Regions from separate parts of the Mus musculus genome. Here all the other regions are linked to region 2. Evidence: chromatin contacts called from public Hi-C data. All regions are on one chromosome and are shown on one strand. Each heading gives the region's core, a stretch centred on a gene start, on an enhancer-like site or on the middle of the called end of the contact. The rest is flanking DNA. Distances are from core to core; before and after follow the strand shown. Region 1 has its middle 13 kb from the start of Gm34964. Region 2 holds the start of Ano1 (anoctamin 1, calcium activated chloride channel). Region 3 overlaps Ano1 (anoctamin 1, calcium activated chloride channel).

Region 1 (3,118 bases), core at 326-2,825, 38 kb after region 2:
GAACTGCATTCATCACCGTAGAATTGAATCCCTCCCAGACCTGGAGGCCAAAGGGCACCAGTCTCCCAGAAATGGGTGCCTGAGGCCACAGTTCTAGTGGCCCTGGGCATAGAGGTTTCCAGAGAGGGACTTCATTCCTGACCCTGTCCTTGAAACAAAGGTTCTGTCTAATGTCCGTTGGCTGCAGGATCCACACGGCCCCAAATGCAACATTGGACTCTGCAGCCACCTAGAGCCGTGCCTCCCTTCAAGACTCTTCTGGATCTAGGGCCATTTCCACTCCCAGACTGAGCTTGCCTCTTCTTTTTCTCTCTGGACACTGGGCTTTATTCCTTGAAGGACAAATAGGTCATTTGATATTTGACAGACAGTGACAACCAGAGACCCTGAAAAGCCAAGGTACTATGAGGACCGAAGTGCCGGGTCTTCCTTATCCAGAGAGTTAGGATGAGCGGGGGACTACAGCAAGTCCCTCTCTGCATGTCTTAGGGTATGCAGGCCACCATTACTGGCATCCTGCCTCCAAAACACTGTTTATACTGACAATGGTGGCCTTCAAATGCCCCCCACACACACACACCTTCCCTCAACCAAGATTTAGAAGGGCCACGCCTCTGAGCTTCTACTGACCTCACAGAACCTGTTGCTTCAAGGAGGGGCAGGTTTGAGCATAGGTGCTGGGAGGGGCAAGCTCAAACCCTGTAGCCAGGGCAGCCATAGGCCCCCAGAGCTGCAACTCTGAGGCACAGGGTGAGGAAAGGAGAGTGTGAGCCCTGCCTTCCTGGGGAATGTGAGTCCGTAAGAGCAACTGAAGAAAATCTGTGGGAGCTGGCTGCCAAGATGGACTCCAGGAGGGCAGACCCAGAGAGGGAGGAGTTATCCAGGAAGAAGCAGCTGAGTCCGAAGGGAGGACTCACTGCAGGGGAGGACACAGGCGAAGAGGACTCACCCTGAGACGGACTCACTCTAGGAGAGAGGGTCCTGTGCAGGAGGAAGTACTCATTCTAGGGGAGAACCTGGGGGAAGGACTCACCCTGAGAAGGATTCACTCCAGGAGAGAGAGTCCTGTGTTAAGAGGGAGGCTTCATCCGGGGGAGGAAGATCATGGTGAAGAAGATAGATACAACCAGGAAGGGGAACCAACCTGCTGACCTTCACCTCAGCAGGGAGGGGATGCTGCCCGGGCAGCCTGGTGATGACACTGAGGGCCTGTCCAAGAGTCCTGGAGGAGTGTGTGCACAAGGAGCTATACTGCAAACCTGTGAGCCAGCATGAGTGTACATTGGGAGAAGGTGTGTGCTCACGCCAGAGCATGTAGAAAGGCAGGCTAGGAGGCCAGTCAGACACCCAGGGGGCCTGAACGCCACAGCACAGAGCCTCTGATATCTTTGCTGTGGTTTGAGCAGACACAGTCCCTGTGGCCAGGATGTTGTGGGGTCCCTTCTGGAGTTTTTGAGAACTAGGGAAGGGGCTGAGAACTGCCTGGCGGGCTCTGGGGAGTTGGCCTCTGGACTCTAGGCGGTGAGAAGACAGCTAGGTCCCCAGGGAAGCCAATGTGAGGGCCTGTGCTGCCCCCTGGTGGTGAAGCATGCCTATTCCATGCAGCTGCCCGTCAGGGACTGTTGGGTAAGTATTAAAGGGTATTAAAGGTGAGGCCTTCCTAGTGGGGTTTTGTGACCTGGGACAATAGTACAGGTCATCCCCCACTGAGGCAGGGCCTCTGCCTGGTCACAGTTTGTCCTGGTCACTTGCTAGATTTTAATCCATCCCTCCACTATGTCCTACAATTCTCCTCTTTACAGTTTAAAAGAAACTGTGACCCATGCAGGGCTGTCCCTAACATCCAGCATCCAAGAGCCACCCCATTCTTAAGCCACTTCTTGCAGTGCTTTATGCCCTGGGGGACCAGGAACCTCCTCTGGGGGTGAGGGGAAATGTGGAGGAGCCTGGGAAGGAACAGGGGCCACCAACTCCATTCAGCCTTCCTCTCCACAGAGAACATTATGCCTCTGGTACCACCAGAAGCCAAAATATATGATCTGCTTTGAAACACTGTGTGGAAGTAAGGCAAGAGCTGAGGACGAGGAAGTGTGGGCTCCCAGAAGAAGACAGCTCAGTGTAGGTAGGGTGGAACCTGGCTGGTGAACACTGGTCTTTTTAAAGACCAAAGAAAGACAGAAAGTGATGTAAGAGGAAGGCATGTCTAAGAGACAGTGCCAGCAAGGGTCATCGGAAGGCACCTCTGACTTTTAAGCTTGGACCAGCTGAAAAAAAATTCTAGGGCAAGTGTGGAAGCTCACATCAGAGGCAGGGAATCTCTGTGTGTTTAAGACTAGCCCTGTCTACAAAAGTGGATTATAGGTTCAGTTAGACTTTGTCTTATTTTTAAAAAAAGAAGAAGAAGAAGGAGAAGAAGAAGAAGAAGAAGGAGAAGGAGAAGGAGAAGGAGAAGGAGAAGGAGAAGGAGAAGGAGAAGGAGAAGGAGAAGGAGAAGGAGAAGGAGAAGAAGAAGAAGAAGAAGAAGAAGAAGAAGAAGAAGAAGAAGAAGAAGAAGAAGAAGAAGAAGAAGAAGAAGAAAAGGAGAAAGAGAGGAGAGAGAGAGAGAGGCATTTCAAGCAAATAGGCGCCCTGGGGAAGAAAAGAACCTGGCATATATTTATAAGGCATTTTTCTAAGAGCCCCCAGTGGAGTTGAGGATGTAGCATAGTTGTAGAATGTTCGCCTAGCATTCACAAAGTCCTGGGTTCAATTCTCAGCATTACACAAAGCAGGGATGGTGACATGGGCCGGTCATCCCATCACTTGGGAGGTAGAGGCAGGAGGGTCAGCTTGAGCTGCGTGCGTAGCAAGTTTAAGGCCATCCTGGACTTATGAGACCCAGAGCATGCAGAGGCCCAGGAGCGAGTGGGCTGGAGCAAGAGGGAGAAGGGAAGGGGGTGGGGGTGGGGGAAAGATCCAGATTCAGAGAAAGAGAAAAATGATGGGGAGGGTATGTGCTAGGGTAGAACCATAGATAGGTGACCCAGGGGGTTGAATGGAGGGAGATGGAGAATGGAGAGGATCTGACCTTGGGGCTGAGAGTCTCTGGAGTGCCACTGAGCATGACTGGATCTGGGTG
Region 2 (3,069 bases), core at 392-2,891:
TGATGATGCCCAGGATGGCAGAGAGACAAGAGCCGGCCCGGCACATGGCCCGAATAAAAGTTGGGATGCAGAGGGATGGACCGGAGGGATCCCCTCTACAAATGTGGTGGTCATCCTGCCCCCCATGCCCATCCAGAACCTGTTCTACCCAGCCTATTGCAGAAGGAAACCCAGATGCCCACACCTGAGACCCACCTGGCCTACATCCAGGAAGCGAGCAGAGCCCAGGCCTCCCTGCTACAATGATTGGCAGACACAGGCCAAGATAAGGCTCTCTCATCAGATCTTGGCTGCATGATCCAGACTCTGCCTGAGATGGAGTCAGGGGACCCTCACAACAGCTACACCCAGGTGGTGCCACCCTGTCTTCTATGAAGCCTCAGTTTTCCAGTCTGTGGAGTGGGAAAGGCCATGTCCCACTGCCTACAGTTGTCAGAGGATTAACACCCACAGTCCTGCTTCCAGTGCCCAGCACCCAGTGAGATGCTCACCCAGAACCAGCCCAGTGCTGGCATTTTTGGTTGGCTGCAAAAAGGACAGAAATATGAGCTGGAGGGGGAGGGAAAGGGGGATAGAGTGGTCTGGCCACCCAGCACCAGCCTTGGCAGAAGCCCTGGCTCTTACCCTGGTATTGGCGTGCCCCTCTACCTTAATTTGATGCTGAAAAAGCCAAATTGGGTCGTTTTGAAAAGAACATGGGATAAGTTGCTTCATGGGAGTCTAAGTGAAGACAGGGAGGGAGGCTGCAGAGAGAGCATCCTTCCCAGGGCTCAGCCCCAGCAAACTCCAACTGTGTGATCAAGTCCACGTCTTCCTGCCACCCCACTCCGGGTTTATTTAATAACCTCTGAACTGGGAGGATAACATGCAGGAAACGTTTCCTGGGTCATTTATTTGAAAATTATTCATATAAAAACACCCAAGGTGATGACTTAGTAGCCAGGACTCCCCCTCCCCTCCTGGCTTCCCGACCTCATCTGTCTCCCTGCTCTGCCAGCAGTTTCCGTTATGACTTCGAGTCATCGAGTTACTTTACTTCCCAAATAAATCTCCACAACAGTGCGGAAATATTAAGAGTATTAATAGTGCCTGTAAAAACATCCGAAGACTCACATCTGCCAGGAGCAGTTAGATGTAGCAAGCTGGGGATGCCTCCGGGGAAGTCCGAAACCAGGTGGCCTAAGTCCCTCCAGGGGACAGGCGAGGTCCCTCTTCGGGGGTCTAACAGGGTCTCTCCAGGATGCTACAGACTCCCTCTAGGGATGCCAGGTTCCCTCGAGAGGGGGGGCACTACTAGCTCCCACCCCACCCCCGCGCAGCAACTGACCGTGTCTCTCTGTCTGTCTGTCTGTCCCTCCGTCCATGTCCCCTGCAACCTCCACCCAAGTCCCTGCGCTCTCCTGCAGAGCGGCTCAGGGAAGATCCTACCACCTGAGTTGGGGGTTCCTGCGTCCTGTGCCTCGTGCGCGATTGTTTCCGGTCCCCGCTGGCACTCTCGGTCCGCAGAGGTTCCCTCTGGGGTCAAGCCCTCCAGGCCGATGTCGCTGTCCTGCGCGTCCTGCATGATGTGTTCGCTCCGGACGCCCTGGGTCCAGCAGAGGGACCGGCAGAGGCGGGAGGAAGGTTGAGCCCAGCTGCCTGCACCGCGCTGCTCCGCCCCCGGCGCTCTAGTCCTGGGGTCCCCCAGTTCTCCGCCCCGGGGGTCACGGGGTCACCTGCAGCCGCGCCCTCGCCCCGCCCTGTTCCCGCCCCCCACTGCATGGGAGGTGCCCCCAACTCTAGCTTGGCCCCAGGGAGCAGCCTTGGACAGGGGAGGCTCACAGGGTGGGCCAGCCCCGCCTCTAACCCGCAGGACCCTGGGCGACCACTCTGCCAGTTTGTGGGAAGAGATGAAAAGGCTAACTAACGCCAGTGAGGTGGTGGTGGGGGGGGGGGGCAGCGGTGTTTTATTTTATTTTTAGTCAGGGTCTCATTTTGCTGCCTTAGTTGCCCTAGAATTCACAGAGACCCACCTGCCTCTGTCTCCCCAGAGCTGGGATTAAAGTGGGGTGTTCATCACACTCACTATTTGATTTTTATTTTACATAAATGGGGAGGGGGGAAGGATTTTGAGAGAGGGTCATGCTATGTTGCTGTGGCTGTCCTCAAACTGACCACAATCCTGCCTTCATCGCTCAAATACTGAGATTATAGATGTGACCCATCACCCTCTGGACAAAATCCAGGGAGTTTTAGGGTACCTTTTAGGGTAAGCCCCACCTGTGCAGAACTTAAGACTCTGGATAGTTGAGAATAGCCCAGGGTGGAAGGGAACGTGGGGATTCTCATTAACTGCAGCAAAGAGGATTTAGCCAAGAGCTTTGAGCCTCTGGCTGCTAGCTTGTCCTGGGCCCCTGCTGCTGGGCAGGCTCTGTCTGGGCAGGGATACAGAGACCCTGCTCTCTGGGAGGCTCTGTGGGATGGGCACTCTGAGTACCCCACTGCTCAGAGGAGGTGCCTTTTGTGTGACATTTCTAAATAACTATCATAAATTGTGGGACAGAAGGACCATAAACAAAACGTTAATCTGCTGGTTTGGGGGAGGGGAGTAGGCAGATGGGAGTCCAGTCTCAACTTTTGGGGTGGGGAGAGTCATTTGTTGACAACAGAGAGTGCTAAGGACCCCGGGTCACCTGCCAAGTCAACTCTCCACTAATGCTTTGGTTGGACCTTGATGGAGACAGGTCCCAGACACTGTGTGGCACCCACTGCACTCTCACAGGGAAGGGGCTCCCAGCTAGGGGCATGAGCCATGGCTCCTCCCCCTGCCGAACCTCAGGGGTGGGTGGGAGGGAAGGGGGCACTTGATCCCCCTGTACACTGCTCTGAATGGAAAAGACTCTAGTGGGTGAACCACAGAGAACCATCCCCAGCCAAGTGAGCCCTGTTGTTTCTACCTTGCCTCCTTGAGTCTGGCTTGAGACATTTAGTGCCAGGTTGGGACTTTTCCTCTCCCTGGAAGTCTTAAGAAGCCCCCCCAGAGTGTGCCCTGTACCTGGTGTCTGCCAAGGAGACCACGTGGAGCAAGGG
Region 3 (2,967 bases), core at 452-2,951, 48 kb before region 2:
CCCGCACCATGCCTGCCTAGATGCTGCCATGTTCCTGCCTTGATGATAATGGACTGAATCTCTAAACCTATAAGCCAGCCCCAATTAAATCTTGTCCTTATAAGAGTTGTCTTGGTCATGGTATCTGTTCACAGCAGTAAGACCCTAAGACATGGTACGAGGCTCAGGGAGAAAGGAGGGAAACACTGTCTTTGCATGAACTAAAGGATTGTCTGGAGGGCTGGGGAGATGGCTCATCTGCTAGTCAGGACATGAGTTTGATCCCTAGCACCACTTAAAACATTAGGCATAGTCTTGTAATCACAGCAAGTGGACGCAGGTAGGGCCCTGGGACTTGCTGGACTTCCATTTGGTTTCAATGAGAGACTGGCACGAAAAAGTAAGACAGGTAGCTCTTGGAAAATGACACCCAAGGTTGACCTGTGACCTTCATATTCAGGAGTGTGCATGTATGATTAACTACACAAAGATATACATATACAGATGTGCACACACACACACACACACAAACACACATATATACCCCCCCCTACACACACACACACACACACACACACACACACACACACACACACACACACAAGGTCTTTCAGAGATGAGAGGCAGAGCTCTCTTTCTGGTGGAGGGTTAGAATGAGAGGCCCTGAGCATGCCTCTGCCTGCAGCTCCTTACCTCCCCCCACCCCCACCCCGTCTGTTCCCAGCAACCTCTGGGCATCAGCAACCCTGCTCTCTGGCTGTGTGTCCTCAGTGCACTGGGCAGATGTCTTTCTGGGAATTACTGCGATGTGTTTTGGAAGAGTCAAAAGGCAGCGCTGCCTGGGGCCACATGGATTCCTCCTCTAGGAGGAAGAAGCAAAAACAAGGGAAGATTTAGTGGGGTCTCCTAGGATGCTCCTCTGCCTTGCCTAGCCCAGCAAGTCCAGTTCCCTCCACTCCAAGCCTTTGGCTAGGTTCCAAGTCAGGCTCAGCCACGTGTTTTCAAAATCCTTGCCCTGGAACATGAACTGTGAGCAAAGCAAGCCAGGACTCGGGGCAGCTTATATGCACGACTGCCAGGGCTCTGGAAGTTCCTTCCCGAGATCAGCCTCCTCCATCTCTTCCTGCTATGCCCCGGAACATCTGTAATGCAGTCCAGAGTTTCTCATTCCCCACTGAGACTTAGATAACAAATGTTCTGAGAATGGACAGTCTTGATGTAATTTACACTCAAGTGTGAATGACATTCCTTTCTCCACCATGCTACCACATCAGGCCCACAGACATCTTGGGATTGAAGGAAGTGAAGAAAAGGAAGAAATTCCCACACCAAAGCAAAGGAAATGGGAACAAGGAAGAAGTTTGGGGACTAGGAACAAAGACATCCTTTCTGTCCTGCTAGCCTGGCCTGGCCGCTGCCCCTGGAGGCAACCACACCAGGAGTGGGGGGTGACACCTGTCTGACTGAGGAGCCACCTAATGTTCACCTCTGTCTGAAAGTTCTTTCCAGAACAGCAGAGAGATAAAGAAGAGTTAAGCTGAGATCGGGAGGGGGGGGTGGTAAGCTGGGGGCCTGAGAAGGCAGCTTTTCAGATAAGAATCTGGTCCCTGGAGAACCAGCAGAGGGAGAGTGGGGGAGTGAGTACCAGACTCTTCCTGGTATGTGCTATGCAGAGGCAGGGGCCTGGCTGATGGCCCACAGCCTCTGCTCCAAGGGCAAAGTCCTCCAGACCCCCTCCTACAGACACATCCAATTCTTTGCACTCAACTACAGACCCTTGAGTCAGCCCTAAGTTGTTCTGATGGGGCAGGGAAGGGCTGGGTCCAGCCCCACTCCTCCACTTCCCCCCACCCCTCGCTGAGGAAGGCCAGAGAACCTCTGCAGCCAGGCTCAGCTTTGAACACAAAACAACCACGGTGTGCTGGGAGAGAATGCCGTGGGAGGATCCCCAAGTCTTCTCCTGCTTACTCCCAAAGCATTGAAAGATCTCAGATCAAAGAAAAAGTATGAAATAAGAGACCAGCGTTCAGATGAGACGCACCCAGGTCTGAGAGTGAGAACAAGAAGCCACCTGGCTACACCTACATTACCCTCTCCTGTCACCTGGTGCTGATGGGGACTGGGACAGGACCTTTAAAAAAAATAAGCAAAACAGACAAAGACAGAGTGGCAGGCACAGCCAGGTTGTGTTTCTCCAGAACAAAGGCTGGGGAGACAGGGAGACGGGGAGACATGGGTGGGTGGGGTCCGAGCCCTGATTCCACAGATTGCTACAGCTCTTAGGACCTAGTCTCCCCCTTATCATGTAAGTGGACACCCAGAGCACCAGACAGACTGCTCCCTTCACAGCCAGGGTCCTGACCCTATGGTAAGAGCTCCATTAACAGGAATTTGAGCTTATATTTAAGGAAAAAAAAATCACTCTGGCCACTAGGTACCAGGCCTCAGTAGGGGAGCCTCATCCTAGCCTGCCTATGCATTCAACACAGACATAATATAATATCAGGCCCAACAGCCTCTCCATTCTCCTTCTGTAACAAGATACAGCTTAAAAAAAGATGACCCAACATGGTAGTGAATGCCTTTCACCTTCCCAGCACTCCAGAGGCACAGGCAAGTAGATCTCTGTGAGTTCAAGACTAGTCTGGTCTACATAGTGTGTTCCATGCTAGCCAGGGCTACACAGAGAAACCCTGACTCAAGATCAGTCAGTCACTTAAGAGTCAGGAAAACACAGCAAATAGTGAAGACTCAGATAAACCATCACAAGGACCGAAGGGATTGAGGGGAGACCCCAGTATGGGGAGTGCCACTTCCACAAACAGAACCAGACTAGACTTCTCAAACCAAAACTAAGGGTGGGAGAGACAGAGCCGACAACAGGCTGGACAGACAGGAAGAAACCACTGGCCAGAAGATGGCTGAGGAGAGAATGGTAACACTGGAAGCCACTGCAGGCCAACAGGAGGCAAGGCAGGAAACCAAGGA

Evidence for each region. A called contact is a pair of places that touch in the nucleus more often than the background predicts.
Region 1: a Hi-C map of uterus shows a contact between it and region 2, with 4 times the contacts expected there. The contact joins the enhancer-like site here to the promoter of Ano1 in region 2. A contact is called at or near these places in 1 of 39 promoter capture datasets (embryonic stem cells), 3 of 484 Hi-C or Micro-C datasets (all in uterus), 3 of 115 datasets of contacts at active chromatin or transcription factors (double positive thymocytes, extraembryonic endoderm stem cells and trophoblast stem cells) and 2 of 9 other capture datasets (embryonic stem cells and pancreatic islet).
Region 3: a Hi-C map of uterus shows a contact between it and region 2, with 5 times the contacts expected there. The contact joins the enhancer-like site here to the promoter of Ano1 in region 2. A contact is called at or near these places in 2 of 39 promoter capture datasets (the 3T3-L1 cell line and second pharyngeal arch cranial neural crest), 6 of 484 Hi-C or Micro-C datasets (embryonic fibroblasts, nephron progenitors and uterus), 4 of 115 datasets of contacts at active chromatin or transcription factors (embryonic fibroblasts, embryonic stem cells, neural tube and 1 more) and 2 of 9 other capture datasets (adipose tissue and pancreatic islet).

The regions. Positions count from the first base shown.
Region 1 is chr7:144,774,691-144,777,808 of GRCm38.p6, forward strand. No RefSeq gene overlaps it. Among named protein-coding and RNA genes, the nearest start is that of Gm34964, 13 kb to the right of the region's middle. Within about 2 kb of position 1,576, at least 30 of the 459 cell types and tissues checked have an H3K27ac peak or open chromatin away from gene starts, as enhancers often do. A contact at or near this core is called in uterus, where this site is marked.
Region 2 is chr7:144,736,932-144,740,000 of GRCm38.p6, forward strand. Ano1 (anoctamin 1, calcium activated chloride channel) reads right to left here and starts at 1,642. Exons shown (of 26, transcript NM_178642.6): 1 at 1,432-1,642.
Region 3 is chr7:144,688,375-144,691,341 of GRCm38.p6, forward strand. All of the region lies in intron 1 of Ano1 (anoctamin 1, calcium activated chloride channel), which reads right to left. Among named protein-coding and RNA genes, the nearest start is that of Ano1, 49 kb to the right of the region's middle. Within about 2 kb of position 1,702, at least 20 of the 459 cell types and tissues checked have an H3K27ac peak or open chromatin away from gene starts, as enhancers often do. A contact at or near this core is called in adipose tissue and uterus, where this site is marked.